2 separate regions of the Oryzias latipes genome follow, and region 1 is linked to region 2. A link is a contact called in public Hi-C data. All regions are on one chromosome and are shown on one strand. Each heading gives the region's core, a stretch centred on a gene start, on an enhancer-like site or on the middle of the called end of the contact. The rest is flanking DNA. Distances are from core to core; before and after follow the strand shown. Region 1 holds the start of adamts1 (ADAM metallopeptidase with thrombospondin type 1 motif 1). Region 2 has its middle 7.5 kb from the start of LOC111949230.

Region 1 (5,164 bases), core at 1,642-4,141, 250 kb before region 2:
ATTTGAAAACTGCAAATTAATTTTTTCCAAATCTGTAACAGAATGTCTTACCATTGGTGTCTGGGCAGGTCTCCGTATTGCAGGAGCGATACTGAATTCTCTTGCCCTCACAGAATTTCCCTCCATTTTTTGGTAGAGGGTTGTCACAGGAGCGAAAGGAATACTGAACTCCTCCGCCACAGGTTCGGGAGCAATCGCCCCAGGGTCCCCATAAGCCCCAACCACCATTGACTGGAGTCTGTAAAAAAATAAAAAATAAAATCCGTTTTGATCAAGAATAGGCCCAAAATGTGTTAAAACACAGTCTCTTATGGTCAGACAAAGCAGAGGTCAGTTGGGTAGAGTGATTCCTACCTGATGTTTGGCAGCCTGGCTCTTTGTGAGACATTGTCCAGCCAGGCAGTAGCTCTCGGTCCCGCATGCTGTCCCATCGGCCCAGGGGAAGTTCTTGGTCTGGCACACCATCAGACCACTTGGTAAAGTCACAGTGCACCACAGAACTGCACAAGTGCTACTATGCTCTTGGCAGTGCTTGGAGTCGTCGCCAAAGATAAGGCGGCACTGGTGGTTCACATCATAGACTGTTCCCGGGAGAGGCTGCGGGAGCGGCTGAGGCTTGACAGGCTTGTCCAGCAGGCACTGGCCATAGCCATTGTCCAGGAAGCTGGTGATCATGAGGGCTGAGCAGGGAGACCATGGCTGCTGCTGGTCCAGGTTAGACAGAGTGGAGGCCATCATGTGGGATCCCCAGTGAGGCCCGTTCACACCAGAGCAGAGCTGGGCATCATCGTGCGGCATGTTGAAGACGTGACCTGGGATGTATGATACTTTTAATGCCATGCTTGAGTTTATGCACCACCATGCGTTATACTAACACATCAACACTCGTACCCAGCTCGTGTGCAACTGTAAAAGCTGCTTGGAGTCCATCATCCTCAATTATTGAGCAGCTTCTTTCAGGGTCGCACACTGTGCCGACATCTGCCATGCCCAGGGTATCACAGTTCTTGGCACCGCAAAGATCCTAATCAATCAGATGGAGCTCAAAATCAACATCCAAAAACTCTTTACCACAACTTTTATCTATTTGTCATTGGACCTACCGTCCTGGTGAACAGCACCGCTGTGTCGTAGTGCTCCGGGTGGCGGTCACTTGTGGGGTTGTGTTGCCGCTGCCACTGGCAGAAGTTGCGGAGGGTCATGGCTGCGTTGGATGACACCTGAGGGCCCTTTTCCTCCTCGTACACCACCAGAAGCTTCACCACCGCCAGGCTGATAGAGTTATGGATGCTTGGGTGACGATAGAGGCGGGATGCCACAGCCATGATGGTTAGGAGGTAGGGTTTGAGCCCTGCACCGTGGAACTCAGCCATGGACTGATCTGCCACCAGCATGATCTCGAGGTAGCGTGGGGTGGAAACGAAACGCCTGGTTCTTTGGCGAGCTGTAAGGAGACCAGAAGAACGTTAATGGGATATTACTCTGTTAGAGACCAGCGGCTGCCTCATTGTCACACCACCCATGGCTCCTCCTCCTCTACTTCAGGGACTCTAAAAGTGGCCTTCTCTAAATTTGTGACAAAGCCATAAATTCTTGGGAGAAATAAACTCCTTTGGGGCGACTTGTACCAGGAGTTTAACCTCTCAGCGCCAACCAGCTCCAGTTGTCCCCATCGCCTGCTCCCCCCTCCTTTATTCCTTCTGTTTCCACGAGTCCAGCCCAACACACACATGCTGACATTTATTCCCTCCCTCCCTCCTTTCCTTCCTGGCCGCGCGCTGACAGCGCTGTCAAAGGGTGGCTGAGTGCACTGAGCACGCTGTACAGGGCGCACACATCCATCCAGAACTCTGGAAACACTTTTGGAGTAACAGAAACATTCTTTCCTCGTAAATTTGTTTAAAATTTGTCAAAGTTTTGCGTACTTTTTGTAGAGTTTCTGCTGTGAAAGTTTGGGTTTATGCTGAGAGTGAGTGATGGTGTGTGAAATGCGCGCGAGACTACCTGTCTGTTCTGCGTTAGGGGCTCCGTGACTGGCCTCCTCTCCCGGATTCTTTGGCATTCTCTCCTCGTCCTCGTTGACCCCGCACTTGGAGCTCCCTTCCTCCTTGTGAGCCGCCCGGCTTCTGCGCCGAATCGAGTGGACCTGGTCCAACTCACTGGAGTCGAGGGGCTGAATGAAGTATTCATTCCCTTCAAAGAAGAAGCCGCCGCTCAGCCCGCGGCAGAGGTTGAGCGCAGCGGCGGAATGCGCCTCTCCATTCACGGTGCCGGAGAAAAAGCAGCCCGGTTCCGATCCGCTGTCGGATCCAGCCAGTGCCGGCACGGACTCCGGGCTCCCCACAACATGGAAAACGAAACCCGGCGCCAAGAAGGTTTGGTCAGGTTCGAGCCGCAGAATCAGCTGTTTTCCAAACACGTCCAGCTGATAGACCCTCATCTCCCCGACTTTCTGCTCCTCTTCCGCCGACAGAGTCCGCCACGGTTCGCGCTGGTCCGGCTCCAGCCGGACCGGCACCACCGTGCTCTCCTCCCAGGTGCAGAGCGCTGCGCCGACGCACAGCGCGACGATGGAAACGTGTAGAAGCCACATTACGCAGCGCTGGGATCCAACAAGTAGTAATCAGAGCAAAGTCCTTCAAACAGCAAAAAAAGGAATCCTTTCGATATTTCTTCCACAAAAGTGTCCACAAAATTACGCACGCGCACACAAATAATCTTCAGAAAAATCCAGTGCAGAACTCAGAGGAGCATCTCCTATCTGTCTTTGCAGGAGATGCAAACCAAAGCTGGAGATCAGCAGTAAATTCCAGTGGCTCTCTTTATGCTCTCAGACTTTTTAGAGGTCAGGAGGCAGCTTTCTCAGACCGTCTAGTCTGCTGTCTGCTCTTGCCTTGCAGTCAGACCCGAGCCGATCCTCCTATATATAACTCTCACCCCCCTCCCCTGGCCCGGGACCACCCCTTTCCTGAGGGCCCTTTGATCTTGGCGGAGCCAAATCCCGTGCGCAAGGAAAACGCAGCAGCGAGTTGGAGCGCTGCCACGATAATCAATCATCCTGGTGGAGTGGGAGAGAATCTTTTTTCCCCCCTCAGCCTGTGCCTTTCAAAAGACTCATAATACAAGTCAAACCAATACATTTGTGTTCGGAGACCAAATCCAAACTAAAATAAAAAAACTTCGTTGTGAGTGCAGATTTGATTTTAAATTCACTTTATTTCAGTTTGAGATGTGGGGACAGCCGCTCTCCGGGACCCCGGCTCTCCACCTTACAGCCAAGCCGGCTTTGGCGCGCCTCAGGAGCGAAGAGGGGCTACTGAGGTTTTAAGGTGGACCAGCCAAGTGTTGCTACGTTTTTCCAAGACTTCCAGCCCTTAGACCCCCCCCCCCCCCCCCCCCCCCACACACACACACATGCTTTCTATTTGCGTTCCTATGCACAGTACAGTTGAATTTAATGAAAATCACTTTTAGCGCGAATCCTTTAAGCCTAGATAATAATATAAAACCTAAACATTTTAAAAATATTGTAAGTTTTAATAACATGCAGTTCAACATTAAATTTAAAAAAACAGTAATAAATAAACATATTTTCGCTTGAAATTATGCAAAACTAATAAAAACTTTAGTTTGAGAGCAGAAATTTCATACAAGTCCCCCTTAAGAGGATTGGCCCTGAAAATATAAACTATTGCAGTTCAATTGTTATCCACTGAAGGGCAGACATGTTCTTTATACTTCATACAGGGAATGAGAGCTGTGAGAGACAGATTCTGATGTTTGGTCGACAGGGGGCGCTGTGGGATTAGAAGTACAGACTCCCAAAATGTCAAAGCAGGATTTGATGAGGCACGCGGGGGCGACGTGGAGAGTTCAGGTCACCAGCAAGGAGCCCAAATCATCTCTGATTTTCAAGAAATGATGTTTGATGTTCTCAAAAAACAGTAACGCGAAAATGCTTTACTGACTTAAAACAATTGAAATGTCAATTTTAAGGCACAACATAATGAAACAAAAAATTACATATGAATCAAAGTCAAAGCAGAAATAGAATTAGAAACCTGAATGGAAACCTGGGAAATCTGTGTTGTTGATTTGATCATACCTTGCAGGGATTCAGAGGTGTTTGGGAGGATTCTGTGACAAATTGGGGGAATCATCACCCTCACCTGTCATCACGAGATGCTTGATGATAAATTAAACTGATAAAATAAACTGATGGGTGCTGTACGTGCAATTTCTGCATGATGTACATTTTTTTTAATGTTTTGCATACTTCCTGTTCAGTTGCAGCGCAGGCAGCGAGGTTAGACGGGGCGATCTTTAGAACAGGGCGTGCCTTTTGCTAACTTGGTGTGAGCTACCAGTGTACTGCTTATACATTCTTACTTTAGATCATGTATTTCATGCTTGCCTATCGTTTATGTTTTTTAGTGTTTGGATCTGACGTAAAGTCACTCTGAAAAGACAATAGGGGAGACAGGAAGTAGCTCAAATGTAGAAGGGAATCGTGAGTTCACGTTTCTTTCTTCTTCTGTGGTTGTAAATAAAGTTCAATAGGAGTCTGTTATTTTTTGAAATAGTCTGACTGACTACAAAAATGGCAGATTTCTCAAAATTAATTGAAACGTGATGTAATAAATAATGGAGAACCAATGCTGGAGCTTAACCCTTTAACAACAGTGTTTACGTTCTTTTGACTACTGTAACTCTTCAACCGTTTACGCAATTAACATCATAAATTGCAGAACTAGTTAATTTATAACGCAATCTAAGTAAATGGGAGGATTTTGTTGCACAGAGAAGAGACTTTGTGCCATCATGCAACACTTTATCTGAGTTGTGTGTTGCATATTGGTTTTCTCGGATTCACGTTGATTAAGTCTGCATGATATGAGAAAAACTTGTGATATGCGATATTGGTGATCAATATTGCGATGGCGATATAACTTGCGGTACATGAACAAATAGCAAAACAACCAAAATCATAATTTCCATTTCACTGCAACAGTTTAAAAAAACACACTCCAAATGACCATCGTCTACATAGGAGGCGAACACCCAATATATATTTTAATAAAGTCATCTATCTATAAAAGGGCTCCATCCGATTGGTCAACAATGTAAAGGAGTCCATCCGAGTGGTCAAATGCATAAATGGATT
Region 2 (5,243 bases), core at 193-2,692:
TTCATGGCGTGTTTTCAAAATGACCTCCATTTTCGACGCGCCGCCACGGTCACAAACATCCGTAAAAACTTAAAAGCTTCGCAATTTAACATCGGACATGTGTTTAGTTTACAAAACCAAAGTTTGGAGTCATTATTCACAAATCTCTAGGAGGAGTTCGTTCTAGAGCGAGGCCTGCAAATGTCCAAAATGGAGCAAAAATGACATATTGACCTCAATATATCAGACTTCCTGTGCGAGTGACAGGTGGGTCCTTTCAGACTTTTTTGTAGGTCTCCATCTGAAGAACATGCCCTGTAAAAATCAAGCTTGTACGTTAAAGCGTATGCGGGGCGTCGGGACAAAAGTCACTGTAGGTGGCGCTATCGAGCCGTTTTTCTGCGCCCATGCCAATCTCCTATAAAATACGAAATTTTTCGCGACTCCTGATGTGTGTGCCAAATTTGGTGAGTTTTGGGGTATGTTAAAGGCCTCAAAAAGGCGACTCTTCCGGTAGAATAATAATAATAATAATAATAATAATAATAATAAACATTCGAATTACAATAGGGTCCTTGCACTCCGTGCTCGGGCCCTAAAAAGGAGAAAGTTTACATCAAAGGAGATAAGATACAAACCCGTCTGGTGCCTAATTCGCAGACACTCTGAAGACTCCATACAAAACAGTTTACCTTTGAGAAAAATGATGGTTTTTGGATGGATAAGAATATTTTAATGAAAGAAGAACCACTGGATTAAAGCAATCACTTTAGAGAAGTTGGAGGATGAGAAGCTTCTCTTCAGTTCTTCTGCTGGCCTGAGTCAGCACAATCACACGCAAGAATGTTAGTACACACAGATGACCATAGTTACTGTTGCTGTTTGGCTTGGTAGTCCACACAGAACCCACCTCCATTTCCATTCAACCTTTGCTCCAACAACCTCTCATGGGTTATGCGCCCTTTTTTCACACATATACTGGAGATAACTAAAGACCCTGTGACGAACGGTGGCCTTAAAAAAAAGCACAGCTACGGCCACATTATCACCAGCAACCTGCACCTTCTTTACACTATGCGTGCATACCATCCATGCATGCATGTGTGTGTGTGTTTGTGCAGCTAATGAAATCACAGTAATCCTCAAGACCGATAAAGCCCTGTTGGTGGCAGCCGGAGAGGGCTCCCAGACCAGGGACCAGGAGCCGTAAGCTGCTTTCCTTGTGTCAGCCGCCACATGCCTGCACCAAGACACAGCCAGCACAGGTGTGATGGACAAGTCCAGAAGGAGCCGGGAGCAATTCGATAATCATCAAAACTTCATTCAGGATCTTTATTTTCTGTCATTTACTCAAGCTTTCTGACAGAAGTAACTATTGTCTGTCTCCCTTGAGCCACCTTAAAAACCAAACCCTCATCTGGACTACACAAGGCTGTAGCAGAGGGTCATACTGCGGTACAACACTGACACCAACGGGTAAAAATGGAAAACTGCACCCTGAATTCTCTTAAGGTGGACCAAAGCTGATAGAACAAGCTTAGCTCAGTTTCATAAACGAGCTGCACATTTTACCAGAGTACTTTCCAACAAGTTGGTCCTTATTTTACCAAAAAAGGGGATGTTTTTATCCACAGAGGACCCAGCCATAGCAGTGACCTCAAGGCACAGTCCCAGTAACAAGAGGTGGTGTCAGCCAAGCCAGACATGGTGGATGCTGTGGGCCAAAGTAAATCCTTAAATGTGTGTGAGTGCACTCTATCCCCACAGGGTAAAAAAGCTGAAAAGGATTTAGCTACTGTTTAAAGTGGTTTTTGTGCTGGAAAAAGTTTAATTCAAATCTTCCAATTACCACATTTATTTTTTTTCGGTGAACCTTTTAACCTTAAACTCATAACTCAGAACTTTGATGTTTTATGTTATTTTTCTATTTGTTCTGACACAACAAAGATTTAAAAAAAACATATTTACTTTAAAGAACGGCACACAGTCCATACTCAAAGAGAAATATATGGGTCAAATCCCAAACTTGTTTTTTTCCATCTTTTGACTTCTCTGTCCCTATCTGTACCTCTGCATCCCTGTGGATGAGGATGAAAGACTTTCAACATCAAGCACATTAGACTAATAACCAGAGAGGCCTGGAGATGATAGACACAGAGAGATAAAGGCAGAGGCGATTAGATAAAATAGGAAAGATGGAGTACACAATAGCCAGAAGAGAGAAAAGGAAGACGATAGGAGCAGTGAGACACACCGCAGGACCAAAGATCTGACAGAAGACTAAATCTACACGGAGAGTTTGGGGATGGTAAAAACAACAACAGATAATCTTATGCCAAAGAATTTTGACACACACAGTGCACTTACATTTACGACAATTCAACCCAGTTCAAAGATAGTTTATTTAAACAAATGTTACGTTGATCAAAACTTAAATTTGAAATGCCCATACCACCCGGACACAGTTTCGTATTGATAAATATTTACCCCATTATTTAAGAAAGGTTGGAGTAATTTGGCCTTCCACTTCATGTGTGGTTTGCTGATAAACTTACCCTGCAGCTTTTCTATTATACTACTCTTCCATTTCCTTGATCTTCTCTGCTCAGATCAACTCAGTTTGAGATCATTTCGGTTTAAAATAAGAAGTCATAGATGAGCTAAACTCCCTGGATGTCTTTTTTTGCAACATAAAATGGAAGCAATGGAGGACATTAAGGCAAAGGTCCTCCGCCTACTTTTTACGTTTTTTTTTCTTTTTCTGTTAACGCTTTAACATCGTTGCTGTTGCCGACAAGATAACCCAAGCTCTCTGAACTAACCAAGGTCTCTACACAATTTCTATTATTCCAAATGATTCCGAGGTGGAAAATTCACATAAACCAACGCAAACCTGCTTCAGTTAAAACTGCAGTGTTAAAGGGAGCATCTCAAAATGACAGTGTAATAAAGCTTTATTGGGAAATAATAAAACGTGGAAGTCAGAACATTTGCATGCTGCTGGAAATGCCAGAGTTGGACCAAAGTTCAGATTGAATCGGTTTAGCTCATCTGAACTATGGTGTGAACCAAAGAAGGGAACCCTCAAAACAATGGTCACCGTATGATTCCAGGTGAACCATGATGCGGTCCACTTTGGCATGAAAGCAGACGGATAATTCTATGGACCAGAAAAGCAAAAGTAAACCAACAACTAGCCCTGCAATAGAGTAGTAAATTGTCCAAGGTTACCCTACCTTTGCCTAACAGTAGCTGGGACAGGATCCGATAACTCTGTGTACCTAAAGGGTTCACAGTGGGTTCAGTAAGCGGATAGTAACCAAGAAGTAGTTGATGGAAGTGGTGTAGATCTAAAAAAAAATCAATAGATGTCTTGTTGATCGATTGGGAAATGTAATGCAGTGCAGGCAGTTATCGAGATGCAGGGCTGGCCAACGCTGGACCTCAAGAACCTCAACCCTGCCTGGTTTCCAGCTTTCCCTGCTGTGCTTGATGCTGACAACCCAAATTAGGTGTGTTCAGTCAATCAGGATGTGGAATTACTTGAGTCAACCAAACAGTAGCAAGGTGGTCAGAGAAAACTGGAAACCAGGCAGGGTTGAGGCTCTTGAGGACCAGGGTTGGCCAGCCTGCAACAGGTGATGAACGGACTTACGTATTTGCACACATTTATTCTTTCATCTTGGGGTGGCTGTGGTGCACAGTTAGTCGACCCTTTAGGAGGTCGCAGGTTTGGACTGGTCCTCTCCAACGAATTCAAAGTGAGGGCAGACCAAACCAAGTGAGAGTGAAAATTTTGCCAGCATTTCTTTCCCAACAGAACAATCTGAGGATAAAAAAAGAACTAAAGAAGAAAAAATAAATAATTAAGTAATTTGCAAATTAAAGCAACATTTAATATAAAAACATTTGCAGTAAACTTGTGAATTCACAATTTTTTGGAAGAGTTAATTCAAACTAAATCTTGTTTAGCTTTTTTATAATATTTTCGGTTCATCACTCCCTTTCTTGGAATAGACTATAAACTAGTTGTACTTTGTTTTGTTGTTACAGAAAGTGGACCTTAAGAGAAAACTGTCAAACGAAAATACTCCTATCAGTTTTTCTTCTTCTTTTTGTGGATGGGATTGAACCCTGGAACCCAGATAGACCACGATGATTTGGACTAAAATGGCATTAGTCTTTAACTCTACAATAGGTTTTAGTTTAAGCATCATGGTGACTGAAGATTTTAGGACAGTTATACAACTGTCATCTGTTGTCCAACATTTCCCTTCAGTTATGCCTTATATTGAAAGAAAAAAGTTGTATTTTATTATTTTTCTTTCATATAAAACAGATCAAACCCAAACAACTTATTGCATCAGCTTCACCAACAACAACACACAGAGTTTGACGTGGATTTGTGCATTTATTTGACAGTGTAGTCTGCTCTGGCAGTGAAAAATTCTCCTTTTCCTTCGGGGAGACAAGGGCTTAATGAAAACAGATTGCAGGAGTGGAAACATGAGCCGCATGCCAAGATTTCAAATCTCAGACAAAAATGTCAACAACAAAACCTGATCGCTCTGAAGACCACAGGGCTTAACTGGAAAAGGTTTGAGAAAAACGGCAATATTCTCTATCTCAGATGGATTAAAAGATCTCAGCAAACAAAGTCAACTCAGTCCAGTTATTCTGTTGATATTACGCGGGCCTGATTCATGTAGAAAGACGTCATTGCCAAGCTTTGCTTCTGTGCAACGTCACTTCACTGTGAGAGGGAACGTCCCGGCCATTAAAAACGTCAAATGATTCACAAATCACGGCTCTTCCAGGCACAGTTTGGGAGTTTTATTTTGTTTGCATCAGATCTCTGTCTTGATAACGTCACAGCGAATATAAGCCGTAGAGTGTCCTTTGGACCAGATGGCTGGAGCGAAGTCAAGTCGAACATAAACAAGGACGGGAACAGACACATTTCAGGAAAAAGAATAGACCTTGTTGCAGTCTGGGACTCAACATTCCTCAAACTTGAAGACATACTAGCTCTATTATTTCTCTGAGTCTTTTAGGAGAATAGACTCGGGGTCACGCTAAGGATGGCTTTCCAGGAACTTCTTTTCATGCTTTTATGCCTCATCAGCTTTTCATTTCATTTCTATGCCACCATCACATGTTGCAAAAGGCAAAATGTCAAGTGGTCCAATGAATTAATTGGAGTGTGGGCTTTATTTACCTAATCATGCTGCAGCCCTGTTGGCTGTTTATACTCAGGCATGTTG

What was found. Hi-C and Micro-C count contacts between places; a contact is called where the count stands out from the background.
Region 1: a contact with region 2 is called in a Hi-C map of fibroblasts, with 6 times the contacts expected there. The contact joins the promoter of adamts1 here to the enhancer-like site in region 2. A contact is called at or near these places in 4 of 5 Hi-C or Micro-C datasets (embryo, fibroblasts and gastrula embryo).

What each region holds. Positions count from the first base shown.
Region 1 is chr2:21,831,171-21,836,334 of ASM223467v1, reverse strand. adamts1 (ADAM metallopeptidase with thrombospondin type 1 motif 1) reads right to left here and starts at 2,891. Exons shown (of 8, transcript NM_001104716.1): 1 at 2,005-2,891; 2 at 1,104-1,444; 3 at 892-1,024; 4 at 355-812; 5 at 52-238. The coding sequence starts at 2,593.
Region 2 is chr2:21,580,745-21,585,987 of ASM223467v1, reverse strand. No RefSeq gene overlaps it. Among protein-coding and RNA genes, the nearest start is that of LOC111949230, 7.5 kb to the right of the region's middle. Within about 2 kb of position 1,442, at least 5 of the 8 cell types and tissues checked have an H3K27ac peak or open chromatin away from gene starts, as enhancers often do. A contact at or near this core is called in gastrula embryo, where this site is marked.